Regions from separate parts of the Mus musculus genome. Here region 1 is linked to region 2. A link is a contact called in public HiChIP or PLAC-seq data. All regions are on one chromosome and are shown on one strand. Each heading gives the region's core, a stretch centred on a gene start, on an enhancer-like site or on the middle of the called end of the contact. The rest is flanking DNA. Distances are from core to core; before and after follow the strand shown.

Region 1 (5,167 bases), core at 303-2,802, 52 kb after region 2:
TTGCACACTGTTGTTAAGAGAACTGCTTGCCAGATCCTTAAGAAGTTAATAAAGTTTTGTATTAGTGATATGTTTTACAGTATATATTTCAATTGTCTTTGTATTTGTACACATTTATTGGGCAGCTCTGACATCTCAATAGATGTATTTAATGTGTTATGCTAAGACCTTGGTAATTGGCATGCCTATCACCTGTCATGTGTTAACTTTTAAAATAACTTGTACAAACATCTGACTATATGTTTTATTGGGATTGAGTGTACTCTAATTTGAATTATCAGAAACGAATTTCTTTTTTTAAAAATATTGCTTGTGATCTTAAAATGTGTAATGTTCTATAACTCATAATGCTTTTTTTCGGAGTGGGTATGTGAATCCCAGCTTTCTTTGCATTACTAAATTGTCAGAGTGAGTGATATCTTTCCACCAGTTCTGTAAAGATATGCTTTGCTGTGGTGCATGCTGGGGAAACTGCAAAGCATTGATTGTTCTGATCTTGGGAGCTTCAACTGGTCCCACATAACTGTGTAGAATGCTTTCCTAAACCCTTTATATAACCCAGGGTGGATATAAAGTCACAATAATTATTAGTTTGAAACACTTTGGCAGATATGACAGAAATTAAAATTTTTACTTTGGTCATCTAAGTATATGCTTTTAAATATGCTTACACAACAGCACTTGTACAAGAAGGGCATTTGTGTGATACTTAGGTCAGCAGATGAGGCTGTTCTTCACTTTAGCCCAGAGTCGGGGAAGGTAGGTTGATTTTGTGGATTTCAGCATGGTCTCTGGTGGTGACAGAATCATCCTGATGCAGTGCGGGGAGAGTCAGCACTCCCAGGGCCATAGCTTGTTATTTCACTTGTGCTTCCATTTTTTATCTTGCTTCTCAGCCATGCTGTCTCCAAACAGTCATACGGCTGAAAACACATCTTTTAAAATGCACTTGTATATTTTGGTAAATACATAGCATTGATGGATTTTACTGAAAAAGTTTACTTTTTATTTGAAGTTAGAATGTGATAACTAATTCATAGTCATAGCTACTCACATATTTAAGCTCTCTTTACATCAGTTATGGCTGACAAACTTGACTGTTGATTGGATCTACCAGATAGCTCTCCCACTTGGCTATTGATCATGATGGGAAATCCCACTTTGTTGGTCTCCGATGCCAGATTAAACTGTTACCTAAACTGAACACTTAGCATGAACAACCAGTTTGCTTCAGAGAGCTTCCTATAGCATGAAGGTGTGGGGAGGAACCAGCATCTCTATACAATCCACCACACCAGTTCCTCAAACTTACTCAGAATTGCACAACCTACATCCTCGTCCTATAAGAGCAGAAAACACTCTTGCTTCTATTCGAGCTCTAGGCTGTTGTGCTGCTTAGGATTCCACTCTCCTTTTGTCTTTTGAAGGGTCTTGTGTCCCTTCTTTGCTGGCTTTCCACTAAGTCATTGTTTCTTGCCAGTATGCACAAATACTTATTGTTATCAAAGAAAGGGAAGTCTAGCTGAATCTTCTACCTCTGCCTTCGCCATGTACAGCCTTGCTTAGTTCATTTGTTTGGACACAAGCCTCTTGCCCAGTGCTTATCCCACAGCTTCTCTGTCTGCCTCTCTCCCTGGCCCTACTGTTCTTCCTATGGCTTTATGTCTGTAACTGTGGCTGTCATTCTGCTCCCATCACCTCGCTGTGGCTTGCAGCACTTGGGAATTTTATTTTCTTTTAAATTTATTTATTTATTTATTTATTTATTTATGTCTCAAATGTTGACCCCCTTTCCAGTCCCCTGTTGTAGAGTTCCTCCCCCATCTCTCCTCCCCTTTGCCTCTCAGAGGGTCCCCTCCCCCCAGTATTATCAGAACCCTGGTGTACCAAGTCTCTGTGGGATTAGGCTCATCCTCTCCCACTGAGGTCAGACAAGGCAGCCCTCTGCTGCATATGTTTTGGGGGCCTTGGACCAGCCAATGTATGCTCTTTGATTGGTGGCTCAGTCACTGGGAGCTCCCAGGGGTCCATGTTCTTTGACACTGTTGGTCTTCCTATGGGGTTGCTATCCTCTTCCATTCCTTCAGTTCTTTGCCTAACTCTTCCATAGGGGTCCCCACCTCCATCCAATGTTTGTCCGTGGGTATCTGCATCTGTCTCAGTCAGCTGCTGGGCAAAGGCTCTCAGAGGCTAGGCTCCTGCCTGCAAGCACAGCATAGCATCATTGATAGTGTGAGGGATTAAGCAGCAGCACTGACCACTTCTCTGTGCGCTGAAGAAGGGACACTGGTGAGTGTTCCCACCCACAGCTCCGTGAGGGGCCCAACCAAAACACAGGGCACTAAAGACACTATGTGTTGGGTGTATATAAAACAAAGGACCTTCATGTCTAGCTCAAATCTCCAGGACATTTTGTTTTGGATAAGTACACCTTCCAAATCTGCAAAGCTTCACTGTTCCAGCTTCACTGTTCTTTGTCAGTGTTTTCAATAAACTGTTCTTACTAAACAAAACAAAACAAAACGAGTGTGAGGGATTGATGCCTGCTGATGGGATGGTCTCAAAATAGGGTGGTCACTGGTTGACCATTCCTTCAGTCTTTGCTCCATCTCTGTCTCTGCATTTCTTTTAGACAGGACCAATTTTGGGACCAATTTTGAAGGTGGGTTGGTGTCCCCATCCCTGTCTGGCTACTGCGGGTGGTCTTCAAACTGGAAAAGAAATTAAAGTATCACTATTTCAGATGATATGGTAGTATATATAAGTGATGGAAAAGTTATACCAGAGAACTCCTAGAGCTGATAAACACCTTCAGCAAAGTGGCTAGACACAAAATTAACTCAAATTAATCAGTAACCTTTCTTTATATAAGTGATAAATGGCTTGAGATACAAGTTAGGGAAACAGTACCCTTCACAGTATCCACAAATAACATAAACTACCTAGGTGTAACTCCGATCAAGCAAGTGAAAGACCAATATGAGAACTTCAAGTCCCTGAAGAAAGAAATTTTGGAAGATCTCAGAAGATGGAAAGATCTTTCTTGTTCTTGTATTGGCAGGGTTAGCATAGTGAAAATGGCCACCTTACCAAAAACAATCGATAGATTCAACACAGTCTCCATCAAACTCCCAACACCGTTCTTCACAGATCTTAAAAGAACAATTTTCAAATTCATATAGAAAAGCATAAAACCCAGAATAGCCCTAGCTGTCTTTTCTTCTTTGGTTGCTGCCACTTCTCTGACTAATCCAGCCCCCCCCCCTTCATTTTCTCTCCCTGCTACATTCTATTCTTTTTCAAATTTTTATTTTATTTACATTCCACAAGTTGCCCCTTCCTAATCACACCTCCCTGAGTTCATCATCCCATCCCCCCTACCCCTCCCTCCTCTGAGAGGGTGCTCCCCCACCCAGCCAGCATCCCTCTTCTCTGGTGGGGGGTGGGGGCAGTGGGGGTGGGGGCAGTGGGAGACTGGGGTGGTGGTGGTGGTGGTGGTGGTGGTGGTGGTGGTGGTGTTGAGTTTCTACAGGATTAAGTGCTTCCTTTCCCACTGAGGCCAGATAAGGCAGTCCTCTTCTACCTATGTGCCCTCTCCTAGGACTATGCTCCTTGGTTAGTGGCTGAGTCTCTGGGAGCTCCCAGGGGTCCGGGTTAGTTAACTGTGTTGTTGTTCCTATGGGGTTTTGATCTCTCTCAGCTCCTTCAGTCCTTCTCCTAACTCTTCCATAGGGGTTCCTGACCTCAATATAATGGCTGACTGTAATTATCTGCATCTGTCTCAGTCAGCTGCTTGTAGAGCCTCTCAGAGGACAGCCATGCCAGTCTCTTGTCTGCAAGCATAACATAGCATCAGTAATAGTGTCTGGGGTTTGGTGTTCACACATGGGATAGAGCTCAAGATGGGCCAGTCACTTGGTGGCCTTTCCTTCAGTCTCTGCTCCATTTTTGGCCCTGCATTTCCTTTAGACAGGAACAATTCTGGGTCAAAAATTTTGAAGATAAGGGGTTGGTTCCATGACTCAACTGGGGGCCATGTCTATCTACCGGAGGTAGTCTGTTCAGGTTCCATTTCCCTACTGTTGGGCATTTTGGCTGATGTCATTTCCATTGAGTCCTGGTAGCCTCACCCGTCCCGGCTCTCTGAGATTTTCTAGAGGTTCCTCCTGGCCCCCAATTCACTCTCCTTGCCCTGAGGGCTTCTCTCTTGTCTCCCGCCTCCAAGACCCAATCCTGTTCCCATTTTCCCTCCTCTTCCCCTCTCCCACCCAGCACCCAGGTTCCTCCTTCCCAGTTCCTCCCATGATAGTTTTGTTTTCCCTTCTAAGTGGGTTTGAGTTATCCACACTTGGGCCTTCCTTCTTGTTAAGCTTCCTACGGTCTGTGAGTTGTATCATGGGTCTTCCGAACGTTTTGGCTAATATCCACTTATCAGTGAGTACATGCCATGCATGTCCTGTTGGATCTGAGTTACCTCACTCAGGATGATATTTTCTAGTTCCATCCATTTGCCTGCAAAACTCAGGATGTCTTTGTTTTTAACAAGGACATATGCTCTGCTATGTTCATTATGTTCTTGATATGGTAAATTTTGCTTACTTTTACAGATGATACTTGGTTTTGTTTTATTCTTCCAGTCATCATATATACTGTTTCTCCAGTCTATAATATTCTCTGCTGCCCAGATTATCCATTGGTGAAGATTAGATTCATGGAGCTAATATAATGTCACTTTGCAGGACCTCTTTCCTAGTTAGAGGTAATATTCTTATGTAACATCATGAAATTCCATGACCAAAATCAAGTTGGGGAAGAAAAGGATTATTTGGCTTACATTTCCACGTTGTGGTCCATCATCGAGGGAAATGGGGCAGGAACCTGGAGGCAGGAGCTGATGCCGAGGCCACGGAAGGATGCTGCTTGCTGATTTGCTTCCCTTGTGTTACTCAGCCTACTTTTTAAAAACAGAACCCAGGACTATTAATCCAGGGATGGCACCACCCACAGTGGGCTGGAGAAAAACCTCCCTCACCAATCACTAATTATGAAAATGTCTGTAGCTTGTCTACAGCCGGATCTTCAGAGGCGTTTTCTTAACTGAGGTTTCTCTCAGATGACTCCAGCCTGTGTCATGCTGAGGTCAACTTGCCCACAAAGCCTGCCATTC
Region 2 (5,156 bases), core at 538-3,037:
AGATCAATAATATCTAACTCTTTATTGTAGTTGGCCTCAAATGTGATTGATACAGAGTAAATATATGGGACATTTTGTCTTCATACTTAGTATAGCTTGAATAAGTAACAATCTTAACTTTATAGAGTAACTGTCATTTTATATAATTCCAACAACGGACATTGAAAACATTTGTTACTATTTTCTCACCCCAAACTAAGAATTCATGGCACAGTCACCCTAGACAGGATTGTTTACTTTGGAGAAGAATTAATTATAATGAAAGAAGAAACTCTCACATTTCAGGAACTCTTGGGGCAGAAGTCGTTTTTAGTTACAGAATTTATTTCAAGTCTTTCTAGTAAGCTAACTTGTTAGTTAGGCAGCAAAAATCTTTATATGGGAAAACCATATAAACATGGTATAGTTGGCCTAATTGTGAAACTGAAATTCACTGATTTCTCCAAATATCTCACAAGAAGCATTGCAATTTTAAACTTGAACAGCACAGTCCTCATGTGACAGGCGAATCATAATTCCCATTTTACAAATGTAGGAAGCGAGAAACTGAAGTTAATATCCCACGCCAAGACAAGCTGTGACAAAAACAGTATGCTCTGACATTTTGTTTTGTTTTTCAACCACATTGGGAGCTCATTTTTTTTTTTTTTTTTTTAAAGTAAGAGGTTTGTGGCTGTGGACTATATCTTTCTATCTTGATGGAGCAACACCGTTTTTTTTTTTTTTTTTTTTTTTTTTTAGCAGGAAAGTATAAGATCAAATCTAGTCTTTATTTTCCAAGGCTCCGTGTCTGACTTTTATGTGTCGTGACTCATACCACATTCATACCATGTTGGTTTCCTCATTCTCGTACTTTCTGTGTGGATGGATACAGTCTGAAGTAACCCTTACTGCATGACAGTCACTCTAGCCTTGTCAAGGGGGAATGCTAGCTGGGAGAAAGCCTTCTCCAGTCCCTAAGGAGTCTGTGTGACTCTCCAGCCCTGGACAATGTTTTCAACGTCTACCATAAATCTTTCTAAATGTCTTCTTAGTAGATCCTGCATCTGAGACAGCAGCAGACGAGGCAGTAAGAAGCCACAGTAAGAATCAGCAGCAGCTGAGCTTGGTTAGATTCCAACTTTGCCACTGCCTACTGCTTCCTTATCTCAGATCCAGTCTCTTGCTCTGGATTAAGGTACCTACCTATAGCTCAGGTGTTGAAAACACCAAGCCAGTGTTTGTCACTGCTTACAGAAACACATCAGGTTCCACCTCCTCCATCCTTCGTGGTGCCCTCTCAGCTCCCCTAGAACGACACTCTAGGGGGCCTGCTACTGTGTGTTCAAAAGTTAAGTCCCTGGCTGTGCGTCCGGTGTCTGCGGCAGGAATGTGTTTCCCATATGTGCCGGCAACTGGAGCCTGTCCTTGAGCAGTTTGGCAGAGCTGGTTAGCAGGTGCATGAAGTCTGAACATTCCTGAATCAGGAGGGGGCGGCTCTGGGTTTCCGAGAGAGCACTACCGGGGCCACGGGCAGGAGTGAGGCGGAAGTCAGAGCATCCACTCGAGCTCCCAATTTGCAATGAATGGGAGTCGTGATGTGGGAACCCCGGGGCAGAAGTGCTTTCCCAGGCCGGGGATCGCAGGAGCCGGTGCCCAGGACAGCAGGAGGGCAGGTCCTGCCCGGAGCCCGCGCGGCCAGGTGCAGCCGCCGGGCGCGTCCCCGTGCGCCCCCTCCCCCTCCCGCCGACTTCCTGGTTCGCGGAAGGTGGCGAAGCCGCCGCCGGCCGGGTCGCGGGAACCGAGAGGCGGGGGCAGGGGCAGGGGCGGGGGCGGCGTCGCCGCGGTGCTGTCCCCGCGAGGCCGCGGAGGGCGCCGTGGGCCAGCCGCCGCTCGGAGCAGCGCGTCCCGGACGGCGTGCGGGCGTGCGGGCGCGGGGCGACGGCAGCCCCGCAGCGACATGTGACCATGGACCGCAGGACCAGGTGAGCGGCGGCGGGGCCAGGCCTCCGCGGCCCCGGGTGCGGCCTGCCCGGTACGGCCCGCTGCGCGGAGGTCGGCGCTAGGCCGCAAAGCCTGCCCGGCCGGCGACCGGTCTTCCCCGGGCCGGGTCGGCCGTGCGCCGCGGCGGGCGGGCGGGCGGGCGGACGGGCGGGCGGCTCTGCGAGCGGTGGTTAGGGAACCGCTCCCCCGGCGTTAGGATCGCCGTGGTTCCCTTTAGGGTGATTTTTCAGGGTGGCCAGGGTTGCTTTCTGATGCTTTCCCTTCGTTTAAAATGAAAGCGGTGTTTGTTTGTGCAGCCGCTGAGTGTGTGTGCTGCTTGCAGAGTGGTATATGCACTAAGGTGGCTCTTCACCATTGGCCATTTTACTTGTAGGGAGTAGGTAAAAAGCAATTTGAATAACGGTGGCGGCTCTGCTTGGAGGTGTCTTAGAGATGGGTATTTGCAGCTTTTTCTCTGGAAACTTTACTTTGGGAAGAAATCTCGTCTTCTTTGACCGCCCCCTCCTCTTCCGTTCTACCTCACTGTGTGTTAGAGCCACAGTGAAAGGCCCTGTAGATTGCAGAGAAGTATTACCGAGTCAGGATTTATTTACCTAAGACAAATTCTAAATATCTTATGAAGATAGAAATGTTACACATTTTAGAATATTTCCTTTAATATTTGACACCATAGAGGACAGGGTGATTAAAAAAAAACACACAACTTACTCTTTGGACAATTTATTGTACTATGAGGGAATTAAAAAAAAAGATAGCTGGAGCCCGGTTTATGCTCATGAAACAAGTTAATAGCGGGTGGGATGAGGAAGTGGAGAAGTGGATATTTATAAATTAATTTGTATGGGTTGTCTTTCCCTCCAGTTCTAAAGAATGTCATGTTATATATATATATATATATATATATATATATATATATATATATATATATATATATTTAAAATCAATGTTTGTTTAGAAGTGAGAGATAGCATTAATATCTTAAAGAAATTATGTATTAAACAAGCCAATGTACAAAGGCACTAGTCTTAACAGGGTAATTGAAATATACACCATCACTTTTGTGCATTGTGATGTCTTTTCCTTTAACAGTCCCCTGCCTCTCCCTCCCATTATGGTCAAACCCAAGGCTTCAAGCACTCTAGGGCAGATACTGTGCACTGGTGAGCTACATCCCCAGACTTAATCTTATACCTTCTGATGGAAAGAAACTCTACAATACCAAATTTTTGTTTGCTTTGAGTATCTCACTATATTTCAGTCTGCCTTTTGAAATGTACCAAATAAATGGGCTAAGCATGTAGTATAAGAAATTAGGAAGAAAAAAAAAAAAAAAAAACAAACCCAAACTAGTACTTGTGAAGGAACTGAAACAAACTTTCTGTTCTGTGTGTGTGTGTGTGTGTGTGTGTGGGGGGGGGGATTTAATGAGGAGGCCAATGTCCAAATTCCTTAAAAATAGTTGATATTAAGAAAATAATTTTTGTTAGGTTTTGTTACCTTGGAGTGTGTGAACAGCTCTCTACTTTGAGCATGTTCAAGTACAATAAAGATTTCAGGAAAGCCTGTGTACAATATCCTATCTATGGAGAGCGTGTCTGTGAGTCTGGAATCAGGTTTTTATCCTCTGGAGAAAACTGGCCAGCCTATGTTAGATCTGTGACAGTGTGAGAGGATGCTTAAGGGTGTACTGGCTTTCCATTTTTGATTCAGGAGGGTGAAAATACTACTCTACAGTGTTCTTTCCCACATTGATTTGCTGGTACTCTGAGATGGGCAGGGTGCATTATAGGTGAGAAAGCATTCTGACAGCTGACACACTTTGCCCCCTGATCCAGAACTCCAAAGTCTGAGCTATAACTCTTATCAAACTGATAAAACATTTTCATGTCTATTTTTGCTACCAAGTCGGGAATATCATAGAGTATGCTGAGACAGGAATAAGACTAGATTTAGAGTGGTGGTGTCCTCGGGAGGCAGAGGCAGGCAGGCAGAGGCAGGCAGATCTCTGAGTTTGAGGCTAGCTTGGTCTACAGAGTGAGTTCTAGGACAACAAAGGCAACACAGAGAAGCCCTGTCCCAAATAACAAGAAAAAAAAAGTCAGTAAATTATAGGGATGGAGTTTTCAACATGGAAAGGCTTTGGGCTTAATTCTTAGCACCACAAAAGCCCACATGTATAGGAATATCCTTGTATAGAAGCTTTATAGATAATGGCTATTTTTCTGTGCAAAGTAAATATAACAAGATTCTCTTTATTTTAGGGAAAATCCAGAAAGAACTTTTGACTTGGTATTGAAAGTGAAGTGTCATGCCTCTGAAAATGAAGGTATGTGTGTTTCTTTACTCCCAACGTAATCGAGTGTGTCCAGACAAGTGTTCCTACTGTGTTCTGCCGGAGCATGATAGTGTCAGGAACCTGATAGCTCCAGGTGTCTATTCCACTATCTCAAATTGCTAGTGGTAAAAGAGAGCTAGGCCTTTGCTTTGGGGTTGTAGAAATCACGGATGCTATCTGTGCAGCTTGGATTTCAACCTGCAGCTCAGTTTTGTTCCCCGTTGACAAAACTGCCCTTGTTCTTGGTGGGAAGGGATGCTTTTGCCATTTTCTTTCATCTGTATTTGAAAAGTCAGCACCATTAAACAGAAAATAACACAAATTCTCCTGCTAGTACCAAAGGCACCTTCAGCAGTCCCTCCTGATGTTTCTGGAGTGAAGTGTGTAGGCTGAGTAGCCTCTTGGGTAGGGTTTATTCTAGTTGCACAGCACTTGGGGAGGTAAACATGGGTGGCATAACTTGGAAGGTTTTCATGGTCAGACCTATACACTCTTATGGAAAAACAAATATTTACTTTTTAAAGTATTGTGACTTCTGTCCATCTTCCATCACTTTTGCTATAACATCTGTATGTTTGGGAGTGGCGTATCAGTCACAGACAAAGGGGCATCTCGTTTTTGCTTATCTTGTGCATGGTATGTCTTCATGGCTGTGTGTAGTACAGGGCTCATTAGCAGGATACTTAGCCCCAAATGGCAAGGCCAGTAAGTGTGGGGTTTTCTGGAAACCAGTTAGCCATCCTGAAGCCTGGGAGGAAAGTTTCTGACATTCTTAGTCCGAAGTCAGCAATTATATACTCTTAAGTAATTTGGCTCCGCACACCTTAAAATAGAGGAG

The links. HiChIP or PLAC-seq counts read pairs in DNA pulled down with a chosen protein or histone mark.
Region 1: an H3K27ac HiChIP or PLAC-seq map of the HPC-7 cell line shows a contact between it and region 2, with 5 times the contacts expected there. The contact joins the enhancer-like site here to the promoter of Dennd1b in region 2. A contact is called at or near these places in 3 of 39 promoter capture datasets (the C10 cell line, the HPC-7 cell line and liver), 1 of 15 datasets of contacts at CTCF or cohesin (CD8 T cells), 5 of 484 Hi-C or Micro-C datasets (the C2C12 cell line, cerebral cortex, granulosa cells and 2 more), 7 of 115 datasets of contacts at active chromatin or transcription factors (CD8 T cells, the HPC-7 cell line, the SCID.adh cell line and 3 more) and 2 of 9 other capture datasets (adipose tissue and liver).

The regions. Positions count from the first base shown.
Region 1 is chr1:139,014,014-139,019,180 of GRCm38.p6, forward strand. All of the region lies in intron 2 of Dennd1b (DENN/MADD domain containing 1B), which reads left to right. Among named protein-coding and RNA genes, the nearest start is that of 4930596I21Rik, 39 kb to the left of the region's middle. Within about 2 kb of position 1,553, at least 15 of the 459 cell types and tissues checked have an H3K27ac peak or open chromatin away from gene starts, as enhancers often do. A contact at or near this core is called in the HPC-7 cell line, where this site is marked.
Region 2 is chr1:138,961,922-138,967,077 of GRCm38.p6, forward strand. It overlaps Dennd1b (DENN/MADD domain containing 1B), which reads left to right and starts at 1,788. Exons shown (of 22, transcript NM_001166501.1): 1 at 1,788-1,964; 2 at 4,245-4,309. The coding sequence starts at 1,948.